Linked DNA regions of Capsicum annuum: region 2 is linked to region 1. The links are chromatin contacts, called in public Hi-C maps. All regions are on one chromosome and are shown on one strand. Each heading gives the region's core, a stretch centred on a gene start, on an enhancer-like site or on the middle of the called end of the contact. The rest is flanking DNA. Distances are from core to core; before and after follow the strand shown. Region 1 holds the start of LOC107842946 (cytochrome c-type biogenesis protein CcmE homolog, mitochondrial). Region 2 holds the start of LOC107842948 (cytochrome P450 71AU50).

What was found. Hi-C and Micro-C count contacts between places; a contact is called where the count stands out from the background.
Region 2: a contact with region 1 is called in a Hi-C map of placenta, with 2.1 times the contacts expected there. The contact joins the promoter of LOC107842948 here to the promoter of LOC107842946 in region 1. A contact is called at or near these places in 4 of 5 Hi-C or Micro-C datasets (bud, leaf and placenta).

Annotation. Positions count from the first base shown.
Region 1 is chr9:13,713,260-13,720,454 of UCD10Xv1.1, forward strand. LOC107842946 (cytochrome c-type biogenesis protein CcmE homolog, mitochondrial) reads right to left here and starts at 3,596. Exons shown (of 4, transcript XR_007044472.1): 1 at 3,443-3,596. It overlaps LOC107842947 (ankyrin repeat-containing protein At5g02620), which reads right to left. Exons shown (of 3, transcript XM_016687024.2): 3 at 5,730-6,988. The coding sequence ends at 6,107.
Region 2 is chr9:13,865,022-13,872,216 of UCD10Xv1.1, forward strand. LOC107842948 (cytochrome P450 71AU50) reads right to left here and starts at 3,081. Exons shown (of 2, transcript XM_016687025.2): 1 at 1,986-3,081; 2 at 1,146-1,886. The coding sequence starts at 2,858. The coding sequence ends at 1,275. It overlaps LOC107841639, which reads right to left and starts at 686. Exons shown (of 3, transcript XM_047396194.1): 1 at 1-686. The coding sequence starts at 686.

The DNA of each region.
Region 1 (7,195 bases), core at 2,346-4,845:
CCTGCCGGGGTAGAAACAAAAAAAGGATGTGAAATCACTTCAGGATCAAAACCAAAAGATACAGCCACATAAAGAGTCACATAAGAGAAAGTGGACCCTGGATCAAGCAAACAATATACGTCACGAGAAAAGAGCTGTAACATACCAGTAACGACATCAATTGATGCCTCGGATTCCTGTCGGGACGCCAAAGCATGCAACCTATTCCGGCCAACACTAGAACCAGGAGCAGAAAGTGAAGCCACAGGAACTTTGTCTGCTCCCCTAGCCACCTTATTAACCGGACAATTTCTGAGCAGATGGCCTGATTGGCCACATTTACAACATTTACTCTCCCTTCGTCACAATAACCTCGGTGAGGAAGACCATAGAACCGACGAGGAAGGCACAAAGAAACTAACTGACCCCTGCTTGCCTGCGATTAAGCACCCTGTGCTCGAAAATTGTCACCACCTTGTTGACACCCGTCACCCGACTACTTCGGGTAAGGAGCACTAGCAGTAGAGAAGGAACCATAACTCCTCCACTTCTTTTTCGGCTATTTGCCACCGTCCCGATCACCCTGCGACTGAGCACCTCCTTAATCAGAAAACCTGCTCTTTTACCCTACCTGTCTCCAAACTCCATCTGTTACCTCTTTTCTTCTTCCACTTGCTGCATATGAATAGTCAACCTAGAAATGTCCATATCTTTAATCAGCAAGGTAGTCTTGCTTTACAAAATTAAATCTCGGGACAACCCAAAACCGAACTTCCTCATTCTTGCCCACATATCCGACACTAACCCCGGAGCATACCTTGACAGTTGATGAAATTTCAAGGCGTACTCCTTTACAGATATTCTCCCCTGCTTGAGATTCACAAACTCTTCCATCTTTGCTTCCCTCAACTCTTGAGGAAAGAAACGATCCAAGAAGGTCTTAGAAAATGTCTCCCACAAAGCTGACTCTTCCACCCCATCTCTATCCCTGTACCACTCCTCATACCACTGGTATGCAACATCTTTGAGCTGATAAGATGTTAAGTTTACCCCCTCCACACTGATAGCCTGCATCACCCGAAATATCTTTTCCATTTCTTCTAATAAGCCCTGTGGATCCTCCTCTACTTTCACACCAGTAAATGTAGGAGAACCATCTTCATAAATTGAACAACCCTTGTGACCTCAGCAGATAAAGCACCAGACGCACCCAGCTCAACTTGAGCAGCAACCATCTGAGTAATAACATGGATAGATTGATGAAATTTCGCGTTCATCATGTTTCCCTGAGGAGGACTAGATGACATCGGAGGAACTCCAGCACAATCAAGAATAGGACCCCTGGAACGAAGATGAACTCCAGATGTATGGCGTACTCCATCAACATCATCCCCACATGGGACGAAAGAATTTCCTTGTGTTCCAGATCTACAAGGCATGATCTAAAAGACGAACAAACAAGAATTAGAGAGGATTCCAGGACTTAGACTTCAAGCTTGAAAATAGATTACCACGAAAGTGAAACATTCCTAAATGCCTTGTAGCCTCTCTTATGAATGTGGTGTGCTACACACCCCTAAAAGAGATTCTACTCAACACGGTTTTGTGGACTCCCAATTGACTATGAATCTAAAGCTCTGATACCAACTTGACACGACCCAAACCATGGCCTTGTCGTAATGGGCATCCCAAGTCCAACCAGGACCGGGGACCACCCCTATCACCCAACCCAAACACCTCACGCATACCTTGATGAGCTGAATTTCAAACATATAACAAGATAGCGTGTAAGGACAGGTAATGACTTTGGGATAAGTCTATTCCTAGACCAACCCGACCAAGTCACCCCATCCACCAAACCAAACCAACCAAATACCAAACCAAATGAGTTCCAAAACACACACACACATATATATAATCCCAAAATAAAATAGAATCGAACGGTGAGAAATTTAGTCCAATGATGTCAGCCCCAATACCAATGCCAATACTAAGGCTGACACCCATACCGATCCCACACATACCAACCCATAGCAGTACCACAACACCTCTAACCAAAAAGAGTAAAAATATCCGATTGGGACATGCCCCCAACCGTAGTCAAAACCAATATCCATATATAAACCAAAGTGTATGAAAATATCTATAACATGAAATGGAGCCTTCCGAAAATATGGAAGCTCACCACTTCAGTCCGAATGCCAATCCCGGAGTCAATCACTATGCAGGAGGAGTAGAACGGCCGGTTCCTGCATCGCGTGGGGATACAACGCCTGAAGACGGGTTAGCGAGTGAATGCTAGCATGAACTCAGAATAAGGATAAAATAATTCCATTTAATAAAACCAAGTAATTCAACCATATGCATTATTCATATTACTTGTGCACATATTAGATCACCTAAGAAAACCATTCTGGGTTTCTAATATTTTTCTACTGTTGATTACCTCTGGATGGAAAGAAACCTTTGTAGATTTCAAGAGAAAAGGGGGGAGAGTACCAGCATTTTGAAGGAAATTATGTTGGAACTATATATATCTGGACAAAAACATGCACCTAGAGAATCACTTTTGAGTACCCTACCAGGATATTCTCAACACTCTGGTTGGATGGTTGTCACACATTGTTTCATAATATATTATACTATGTTGTACAATGTCTGGTCAGATTGTATCATTTTCCGTCATTATAATGTCTCACATCAAGAATTTGAAGAATAAACCTACAAAAAGGTTGGGTGTGGGGTAGACCTATTATAAAAAGGTAAGGTAAACTAGTAAAGGATAAAATAGGATTATTAAATAATAAGTAAAGACAAAATGAGAGGATCAAAAAGCTAACGACGTGATCACACCAAATCAGTTGTTGCAGAAAATGGAAATTTTCGTCATTACCTAGTGATGGATTTAACGGTATGATACCGGTTACACATAATGAAAATTTTCATCATTACCTAACGATGGATTTAACGTACAATACAATATAATTTAAGTAACAATCAAAACAAACATTGTATCTAAGCTTACAACACAATATAATAAAACGGGTAACAACCATACTTGATAGAAATCCTTGAATAGCTAAATTATTATTACAGTTCTATTGCTTGATCTACTCCTTAAATCCAAGACATCTAGTCTCTGTAATTATGCTCATTTGGTTGACGAATTTTTTTCCATTTACCCCCCCTCCACCCACCCAACCTACCCACCCTCCCACCCCAAAAAAATATATGTATCTCCTGTTTTTTTTTTTTACCTGTTGGTGGGAGTGGCAGGAATCTATGGATTTAGTTTTTAAATTTTTTTTCTAAAATTGAAAATTAAAAAAAAAAAAAAAAAACTCCTAAATGTTTTTCTAAAATTGAAAAGTAACCAAAAAAATATAGCCTCTCCTATTTTTTTTTTCTAAAATTGAAAAGTAACAAGAAAGAAAAGAAAAGAAGAGAAGGGCAGTATACTAACCTTAATGGTGCCGTAGACGAAGGGAATCGCTATTCAATTGTACGTTTTTCTTGCTCCAGGGGAATTTGCCCTAACTTTTGTGTTTGATTTCTTTAGTCTTTAGTTTTGTTATATGGGCTTGGTACTGATGGGCCTATACCACATTATGGGTAATGGACTAATTTATACAAAAGAGAAAATTTCATAAATTATGATTTAGAGTGTATATTCAAAACGGGTCTATAGTTATTTCATCAGCCATAAGAGGTGTATTAGGTGGGTAATAGTTGTGCGACCGAAGGAGTTGTATTTAGGGGACGGATATTTGAAAAAGTTGTATCACCATATATTGTATAAACGTGTGCATTGTGTACATGCTGCTCTCCAGTCCTATTTTATATATCGTTATTTTTTTTTGTCCATCCTAAAAAGAGTATCATATTTTCTTATTTGATAATTATTTAAAGACACAATTTTATTTTTATCCTTATTGGTCTCATTTATAAGACCCACTAAATTAAATAAGGTCTCACTTATAAGACCCCACTAAATTAAAAATAATAATAGTATACATTTTTTTTATAAAAGACAATTTAGTAAAAATTATCAATTCTTTTATTATTTCTTAAACTTCATACCCCATCAAATTATGTAGGGGTGTACAAACCGAACCGTTAAGTCAAATCGAACCGATGAATCAAACCAAACCGAGAAAAAAACCGACTTATGATTTGGTTTTGATTGGTTTGGTGTTGACAAAAAAGAAAACGATCATTTTATGTTTGGTTTGGTATTAGCAAAAATAAAATCAAACCGAACCCAAATCGAACCGAACTAATACATATATAATTTTAATTTTTTATACGTAAAAAGATACTACTTATAATCTACTTTCTAATTACTTTTATTATTTTTTTATATTCAGAAAATAGATATATAGTTTTGGACCTTTAATTATAGTATTTTTTCATTAATAAAAAATTAATACAAAGTTCAATATTAATATAAACACCTAAAACTTTTTAATTGCTTCACTTTTTACATTTTACTTTCCAAGTTTTCAGAGATTTCTCATTATTTCCTCATCTTACTTTCATCTTATTTTTCTCATCCGTCAAGTTGTGATTTAGGTTTGTTTTTCTTCTTTCTCTTTTTTTTTTTTAAATGGAATTATGTTATAATTAATTACTTTATAAAGTTAAGTTTTTAATAAATTGTCTCTAATTTTTCGTTCTTTTGTATGCTCACATTTTATGTGAAGGAACTTTCAGACAAGCTATTGTGACTAGTGGCTTAGAAATTGAACTACTTAGGTATCCATATAATATTACTTTGAGAGATAATAGTTTAGACGTCTTAGTAATTTGCCAACTTAATTTTTATTGGAACTACTCTATGACCATTGTTTTTTTTTTTTTTGTTTTTTTTTAATCTTTTTAGTGAAAAGATTTAATTTTTTTCTTCAATCACATTATAATTATAAAAAAGTCGAGAAAACTGAAAAACAGAAAAAATCGAAAAAACCCGACTAAAATCGAAATAAAAAAACCTATTGTATATTGATTTGATTTATAGATTTAGAAAACCGACATTATTGGTTTGGTTATATTTTAATAAAAAGTCAAACCAACTCGATCTATGTACGCCTCTAAAATTATGGCACATAAAATGAGACGGAGAGAGAACAAAACTTGAAATGTAGCTATGTTTCGTAGTTTTTTGAAACTGTAGATATGTATTAGTCTAACTATCTGTCACGACACATTTTTTTCTTATACAAAGTCAGATGACATTTATTAATAAAATAATTCGGTATTTGGTAGTATCAAATACCCAACGAAGTTTCGTACCGACTACCTAAACCAATTATCGTATTTCTGAAATTTTACTCCTGAATAATATATTAAAAATCAAATTACTGAAATTTTCTGTTCGATTTTCGATGATTTATACCTACCCTGTTCACTCGGACCAGTAGTAAAATGCTTGTGATTCTAAGAACCATTTTAGTCGCTCCATTTCAGTTCATGTGACACGTTTTCTTTTTTAATTTGTTTTAGAAAGAATAACAACCTTCTAAATTCGAAAACAATTAACTTTATAACCGCACGTATGTTATGACATGTTCACGGCACATGTTTCAAAAGTCTTGTAGTCACACAAATATTATGACATATTTTATACAATAAGTTTCAAAAATATTAGTTTCTTAAATTCCTGCCGACTCAAACTATGTCATGTAAATTGGAACGGAGTCAAGTGAATGAATGAACATGAGGACACTGAAGCATATAACAGTGTTACAAAGTTGAAAACCAACTATCTGTACACAGCAGAAAGATGCTCAAAATTCTATTACAACAACTAACCCAGCGTAATCTCACAAGTAAGGTCTGGGATGGAAGGTACGTACGCAGTCTTACCCCTACCTCGTGAACTTATGCTCAAGATTCTAGAAGAGCATAAAATTTTACACTTGACTACTCTTGCTCACTACACTGTATTTCACTTGGAACAGTACAGTAAAATGCTCATAATTCTAAAATCCTACACTTCAATTATCTTGCTCATATATACTACAAAAAAACTAGAGCTATTGCATTGAATCTTGAAGTGTGAGGATCAAAAACTTGTATAACACAAGAATATACATTGGCTAACAACTAGATACGAGGCCTGGAAGAACTATATAGCATATAGTTTCTTGTACTCATCTTCAGGGATCTCTGATTCTGACATGACAGATACGGTCCGTGACAGCGACTTGCTACTCCTAGCTGATCTGCGTTGACTTCTCAAATTCGAAGACTCAATCCGATGCATAACTACCCAATAACACAGTGTCCCTAGTGTCGCGGCCATGATAAAAGTTCCCATAAAAGTTACTGCACTAGCCATCCATCTTTCCTCTTTACCTACAACGATATAAGACAGTGCAAGAAATGCTACTGAGACGAATACACAAGCCAACCACATTAGCTTGTTGATAATCGCCATCATTTGCTTTTTGGCTCGTCTTTCAACAACCACGATTGATGTTTGAACCACTACGACAGCTAATGATATGAAGAGTGCAAGAGAGTCGAATATGAAGAAAATTGCAAAAGGGGGCTGAGGAGCTATCTTTCCTTCTCCTATTGAGTATCCTGGAGGAACATCCTTAGGGTTATCGGTATATTGGCCTGGTAGATTAAATATGGCAGCAAAAGCAACTGTAGCAATAAGAACTGCAACGACCGTGGTAGAGTTTATTGCGTTGTTGAGCCCTTCCCAGTGCATTTTGTTCAGACGCTTCGCTATGTTCTTCACTCTTTTTTGTGTTTGGAAAGTGTGCTCGAGCTGATTGTGAACATCGTGTTTTATGTCACTAACAGTTTGTTTCAGTTCTTTGGCTGAACGTGTAGGCGATGCTAGCTTCATATTCTTTGCTGTCTGGATGCCATGCTCCTTTAGAATCGCAGCTATCTCTGAATTGCGTGCTTTCTCAGCAGTGTCAAGAGCAGTCTCACCAGATTTATTGATGGCATCCCACTTCATTCTTTTGTCCTTTACGAGTGCTTGAACGATCTGAACAAAATTATTCAGACAGTTAGTCGAAGACTTGAACCATCTTTGAGGATTTTCGTTACCTTAAAAGATAATGGTATATAAATTCTTTACGCATGGTACAAAGTACATGCTCAAGCAAAACTTTCCTGAGGAGAAACTTCGTGTGGTAAATTTGAGGCACATAGACATAGTTTATTGCGTTCAAGTGTTCACCTCCCTTTAATT
Region 2 (7,195 bases), core at 1,831-4,330, 150 kb after region 1:
GTGCATAGGATGTCGGCCCCTTCATAAACTATAAATTGTTTTAAACTTCCAATGTATATGTGCTTCTTGACTGGGACTCCCATTGGAACTTCAATACATATTCGGGCATATCGACCTCGAAGCGTTGTAGATGTACATATATCCGTCTTAACTAGTTTTCCCAATTTGCTACCAATTTTGGTTAGAATTGAATGGTCGTAGTATTCTGTCGGTAGTTCCGGTAGGCGTATCCATATAGCTGATACAGTTTCATTTGCCTCCGATGCTGCGACGTTTGGGTGCCACTTTCTAACCGATAGAAAGGCTCCGTTAATGAACCACGACACTTTTTGGAGGGTTGTTTGCAAGTTCTCCTTTTTGAGGAATTGAACTATGAAATAATCACTACCCAGATCAATGAGGATTAATTCTTCCGTAGGTTTCCACAACACTGAAAGTCTATTTTTGAGATAGGCGTGGTTAATCTTCCTCCTCGTTAGTTTAATGATCACCGAGTATGACCATGGGCGATAGATTCGAGCTTTTTCCACCGCCGTTAGTACGATGGCTTTGTCAGTCAGATTGTTAATAAGCATCGTCTCTTCTCGATTCATATCCACCTCCATTGATTCAGAAGGTGTGTCCGGAGATTTTGCTGAAGTTTCACTAGAAGGGACAATTTGGGAAAGTGCGTTTAGGTAGTTCATAGTTGAGTAGCTTATGCTTGAGTGTCGATTTGGGAGTGGTGGCTGATCTTGGCAGCCTTCTGGTAATATCTTATCAGTCGGGTCTATTTGGATGGGATCCGTGGTAGATGAACAGTTAGAGAGAAGTTAGACCTTCTCTCTCTAAAGTTAGTCGTTTAATTCATTTGTAGAATTTATTGTAATTTACTACTTTTGTCGTCCCAATTCAAAATAAAAGGTACATATTTAAGAACTTGCACAAAAAATACTACAAGACAACATATCTAATCGTCTCACTGTTCTTCACTTTTATTTATCTTGTTTTTTCTGTTAGACAGTAGCTTCTTCGGTTATGATTCACTTGATGAGGGAACAGTTAGGTGCCATCACGACTTCAAAAAGATTTGGGTTGTAACAATACCGGTTCTTTAGTTTGGATCTTTTATCTCTTTACTTGTTAAAGCACATTCAAAAAGTAAATTAAACAAGAAAAAAGAGGTTAAATTGTATATATGCAAAGAGACTCTTGACTGGCAGCATTTGTAAAATAGCAAGGGAAGGGAAGCACACAACAATCACAAAACCATAATGTAGAAACTTACATCTACATCATTTGTTTAGCCTATAAGTAGGAATAGCCATTAAAGGGTTTTGTCTGGATGTTACTATCCCAAAGTGCTCATCAATGTCCAAATCACTAGGCTGCATACCATTTGGAAGCTCCCACTCAAAGCAATGCACCAATTGTGCCACCACAAGGCGGACGACAGTAATTCCCAACTGCATTCCAGGGCAGCTTCTTCTCCCAGAGCCAAATGGTATAAGTTGGAAGTCGTGTCCACGAAAATCTATACTGCTTTCAAGAAATCTATCTGGCAAGAACTTGTCAGGCTCAGGCCAAACATTTGGATCCCTCTGAACAGCGTAACAGTTTACCAGGATTCGGGATCCCTTTGGTATGTGGAGATCAGAGACAACACAATCTTCCATGGACTCATGATAAAATAGCGGCGCTACAGGATGCATCCTCATGCCCTCTTTTACAACCATGTCTAAGTAGTTTAAATTCTCCAGGTCGGATTCTTCTACCCTTCTTTCAAGTCCTACAACTTCTTGCAACTCCTTTCGTAGCTTCTTCATCACTTCAGGGTGCCTAAGAAGTTCTGTGAGTATCCATTCCACTGATGATGCAGTAGTGTCCATTGCAGCAAAAAGCATGTCCTGTATAGAAAAGGAGGAAACTGGGGAATTAATTAGCACAAACTGTTTCATTCTCAAGGCATGTGATACATATGACAAAGTAGGGGTACAAGTACATACCAAGAGTATAGCTTTTATATTACAACGGTCAAACTGAAATTCTGCTTCTCCGGATTTCATTACGTCCATCATGGTGTCCACAAAGTCCTTGGTTTGCTTCCGGTCATGATCCTCGACATGTTCATCAATAATCTTCTCAAGAAACTCATCAAACACCTTTGAAAGATCCTTGAGCTTGCGAGTGAGACCCTGGAGATCAATAACACCAAGGAGGGGGAAAAAATCTCCAAGATTTGGTGCGGCTGATAAACGCACAACCTCTTGAACAACAGCTTTGAATCCCCTCTTGTCCAAGTCCTCATCCATGTACTTCTTTCCAAACACCATTAAGCAAGTCACGTTTGCATTCAAGGATGTAATCTTTGCACTAAGATCAAGAGCTACATGATCACGAGCTTCCTCTTTTAGAGATTCAATCAGAAGTTCAACTTCCTGCTTTCTCATGGATTGAAACGAATGGATCTTGTGATTGCTCAGAAGGTGCACTGTGCACAATTTCCGCATGTTACGCCAATACACACCATACTTTGCAAATATCATATTTTTTTGGCCATAAGCCAAATATTGAGATGCCTCATGATGAGGCCTACTAGCAAAGATGTGATCATATGTCTTGAGAAACTTCTCAGCTGCATCAGCGGACGAGGCAATGGTCGTAGGTACTAGTCCTAATCGCAAATACATAATAGGACCATGTTTCTTGGCTAGTCTTTGTAAATCTTGGTGTGGATTTTTGCCTAACAAATGAAGATGTCCTAAAATGGGAAGTCCTGTTGGACCTGGAGGAAACCTTTTCCTCTTCTGAATGTTTAACAACTCACACAAGGCATATACAAATAGAGCAACCACTAGAGTTGCCCATATCAAAGACATTGAGTTCAAAGAGAAAAATCCTATCTTAATTTAATCAACTATATATACACTCTTATGACGAAAAAATCTGCCAAGCCCTGTATTTTAAACCATACACTTAGTACTCCTGTCGTATGATTAATTACCAAATGTCAAATTTCTGGGCAAGCACTTAATACTCTTATCGTAGAATTAATTACCAAATGTCAAATTGCTTGGCCTAGAAGTCAAGGCAAGTCTGCTTCCTTCTTTATAATGTCTATAGGACCATACATTTATGCTAATGTCTGGACCTACTAGCTTCATTCATTTATTCAAAGTAATTTTCTGGTCATTATATGGCTGCAATTCCTAAAGCCATTGACAAGAACCATGTGACATTGTACAAGATATTAATGGGTTCGTTACCGGTTAGTGGGTAGAGAGGAGTTATCTATGCATTAAATTTAACATAATTTATATACATATGTTTGGTTGATTTTTTTTTTTCTTTTTTCCCACATTGCTGATACAATGTCTGGTTCACATTTTTACTATTACATGTATGCCATCTACAGGAATCTACGCATTATTGTAGGCAGAGTAAAGGCCAAACACATCGGCAAATCCCTAAACTTGATACAAACTTTCACTTTGTCACCTAAAGTGGATATTGTTCATTTTAAACACCTAAACCAACCTTCAACTGTATCAATTTAAATTAGTTTTCAAGTGTGAACTGGTTTTTGACAAATTTTTATAACTAATTTATATTGGAAAGGGACTTCCAAATAAAGAAAAGGTTTGCGTGGCTTTTCGGATGGTGGAAATGGTTTGTATTATTGATTTTTATGGAAAGAGACAAGTGTAGACGATAAATTTTTTTAAGTCAAGAAAATAATAATCGAGACAGAAAAATTGCAGAAAAAAAAGTAATATTTTATTTCAAATGTAGTAAGTGTTACAATCTCTATGATAATCCTCTGATTCTACAAAGTAATATGAACTTGGACTTGAACTTGATTTGAATGCAAGGGCTTGAGTAGCTTGATCTTGAATCTTCGTCTTTGGACTTGAATTTGAATGTTAATTCGTCATAAACACTTGGATGGTTGCCACGATTGATGAATATGAACAAGTAACTTGATCTTGAACAAAATTTCCTTCTCTCTTGATCTTGAACTTGATCTTGAGCTTGATTATTTTAAATTTATAACTTGCAGAGAAATTATAGTTTTTGATCCACGAGCTCTCTTCTTGCTTTTTGTTTCTCAAAAATCCTCTTTTTGTGAGTTAGGAGGACTCCTATTTATAGTTGGAGGGGCAAGGTAATTGTGTGAATTGATTGGTTGGTTTAAAATTTACCAATCACATTTTTTGATGAAAAGCTCTAATTTGATTGGCTAAAACATGTCACGTGCACACGTGACAGAATTTTAGTGGCTCATTTCATTTAACTTGGATTGCCACATAATATCGACGTATGCCATATTTTTAGTGGCTCATTTCATTTATCTTGGATTGCCATATAATATTGACATATGTCATGCTGTGAGTGGCTCATTTCATTTAACATTATGGATTGTCACATAATAATGAAATATGTCATGTTTTTAGCGGCTCATTTCATTTATCTTGAATTGCCACATAATATTGACATATGTCATACCGTCAGTGGCTTATTTCATTTAACATGGATTGCCACATCATATTAAATTAACCCTATGTATTTGAGATTAGATGATTAATCCAATCATATTAGTCATATTATTTGGACTATTTTCTTGAATTTAATATAGTCCAAATAAATATATGAATTTAAATAAAATTTCAATACTTACAAATGCCCCTATTTCAGGACTTGTTAAATTTTTTTTTTTTTTAAAATAAAAAAAAAATCGATGAACTAGACTTGAAGTACAATTAAGACAACAATTTTTTTTTTTTGGTTATCTTGTACATAATAAATACTTGTTTCTTTGGTTTCAAGTAGTCATAATATTCCACAAGAATATTTTTTTGAACTATGTATGCGATCAAAGTATATAATATAAAATAATACGGAGGGAGTAAATAAATATTCATGTTGAAAACTTTCACGAGCAAAAATTTCCCTAGTAATGAATATAATAGTTTACTGTTTGTAAAATGGGATCCACATTTTTGGGTCATTATCTTTTAAGCTCTTGATAAGCTTTAAAAGATTTTTTGATTGAAAAGAAAATATTGTTGTCCTTATCTCAAAAATATTTGACTTATCATTATTATATTTGTGTTGGATTAAGATATTATTATTTATTGAAACTCTTTTTTTTTTAAACTATAAATAACAGCTAGCCTCTTTGAAACTGCTCAACAATTACACGGAGAAACTTCTGATAATCAGTCAGCAAGGACGTTATCGATCTTTGCCGAAAAAGAGTAATATACATCCTCCCTTTTTAACAAGTCTTCCTCCTTTTTTTTTTTAATTGAAAACGTTTGAGCCCCCCACTTTTTTTGTTTGTATGTGTGTCGTCCAAAAAAAAAAAAAACATGGCCTAGCCACTATTGTTGACTTTCAATAATTTTTTTTAATGATTTCTTTTTCCACTTTTAAAGGAAAAGAACCCAAAAACAATATTGCTTCTGTAGCCTTTTCATTTTTCAATTTTTTTTTTTTTTTTACTTTTCAATAATATTTTTTTTAAAAGAAAAGCAATTAAAAAAAATACTACTTTAGTTACTTCGGTAGCTTTTTTTTTTTTTTTGGCTTTAACACCATAATTTTGATGCTTTTTTTAAAAAATATAGAATATTTGAGCATAGGACGGCATAAGTGTCACCTTATTTGAGCCAAAGACTGTACACCATCGAAGGCAAAGAGACCTTACATAGTATGCAACTAAGACTTTTACACCGTCTGAGAGCGTCGTAAGTGTTAACTTATTTGAGCCAAAGACTGTTCACCGTCTATGACAAAAACTTTACATAGTCTGCAACTAAGACTTTTATACCGTCTGAGCCAAAGACTTTATGTTGTCCGATGCAAAGATTTTACATATTTCGAGCCAAAATATTTTCTTATTCGAGCCAAAGACTTCACAGTGTCTAAGACAGAGACTTTACATGGTCCGCGACTAAGACTCTTACACCAAAGACCTTACATTATTTAAGGCAACCATTTTACACTATCTGGACTGAAAGCATCACATTGTTCAATAACTTTATATGATCAATATTTAACTGAAGTTGATCATATTTGAATTTAAAGTTCATAATTATTGAACTATCGAGTAATTGCTAATTAAATACTCTTTTTTTTTTTTTTTATTGTAGTTTGAATCATGATTTACTTTATAGATTCAAAATCTTCTTCATTCGAGACGCGATATCTTATAATATTCGATCACAAGGATAGTGAGGTGAAGACAAAGTTATTCTTTGGTATGCCATTGGCCGGATAATATGTTGCTCCGTGACCGCTTTTGGAAAATCTATCTGGTTTAGACCAATGGACTCTTGAATTCCACAGTCGTCCACCCAAGACATGGATGCTTTGCTTTTTCAATCATCATACCAAGAATATTGCTAGTACGTTGTCATGCTTGGGAAGACGAATTATAAATGGAGAAAATAGGCGGGGTGAAACTTTTCAGCTTAGTGGCGAGTTCCACTACATTCCTGGCTATTGGGAATGGACTGAAGATGTTCTTAATAGGAGCTACCAAACTTTAAAGGATGCAAAGATTTACTATGCTGTAGATGGTTCACTTTTTACTTATGACCATAATACAAATATCTTACAGGCCTTCTGTGAAGCTTGGTGTCCTATTACAAATATGTTGCTTACCTTAGTTGGAGAAATATCCATGTCCCTTTGGGATTTACACACCATTGGAGGTTTTCCAATAACAGGAAGTCTTTATGAGGAAGTTGTGCCAGATGTTACAGAACTTACAGGCATTTATAATAAGGGGAAAAGGTTTCTTCCTGAAACTTGTGCACATTTACTTGATGCCTTCCATCAGCTATGTGAAGGGAATGTTGATAATCCAAGTGTTCCTATGAGCAAATGGATACAATTTTGGTGTAAGAAAGCTTTTAAATATAGGCCACCTCCGCCAAGAAAAGAAAAGAAATCCATTCGTTTGAAATTATCTCATAATCCAACTAGAAAGCTCGATAAGGCAGTTAATTGGTTATCCGAAGAAGAAGGCTTATTTCATAAGCTAGGAGTTTAGAGTCACAAGAAGGATGATACATACTTAGCTTTCTTTTTATCCTGTTGGTTGTGTGCATTTGTGTTTCCTACGATAGAAGGAAATGTTATTCGTCCAGGAGTTTTTAGAGTTGCTTGTCACTTAGCAAGTGGAAGAAGAGTTGGCCTTGCGGTTCCG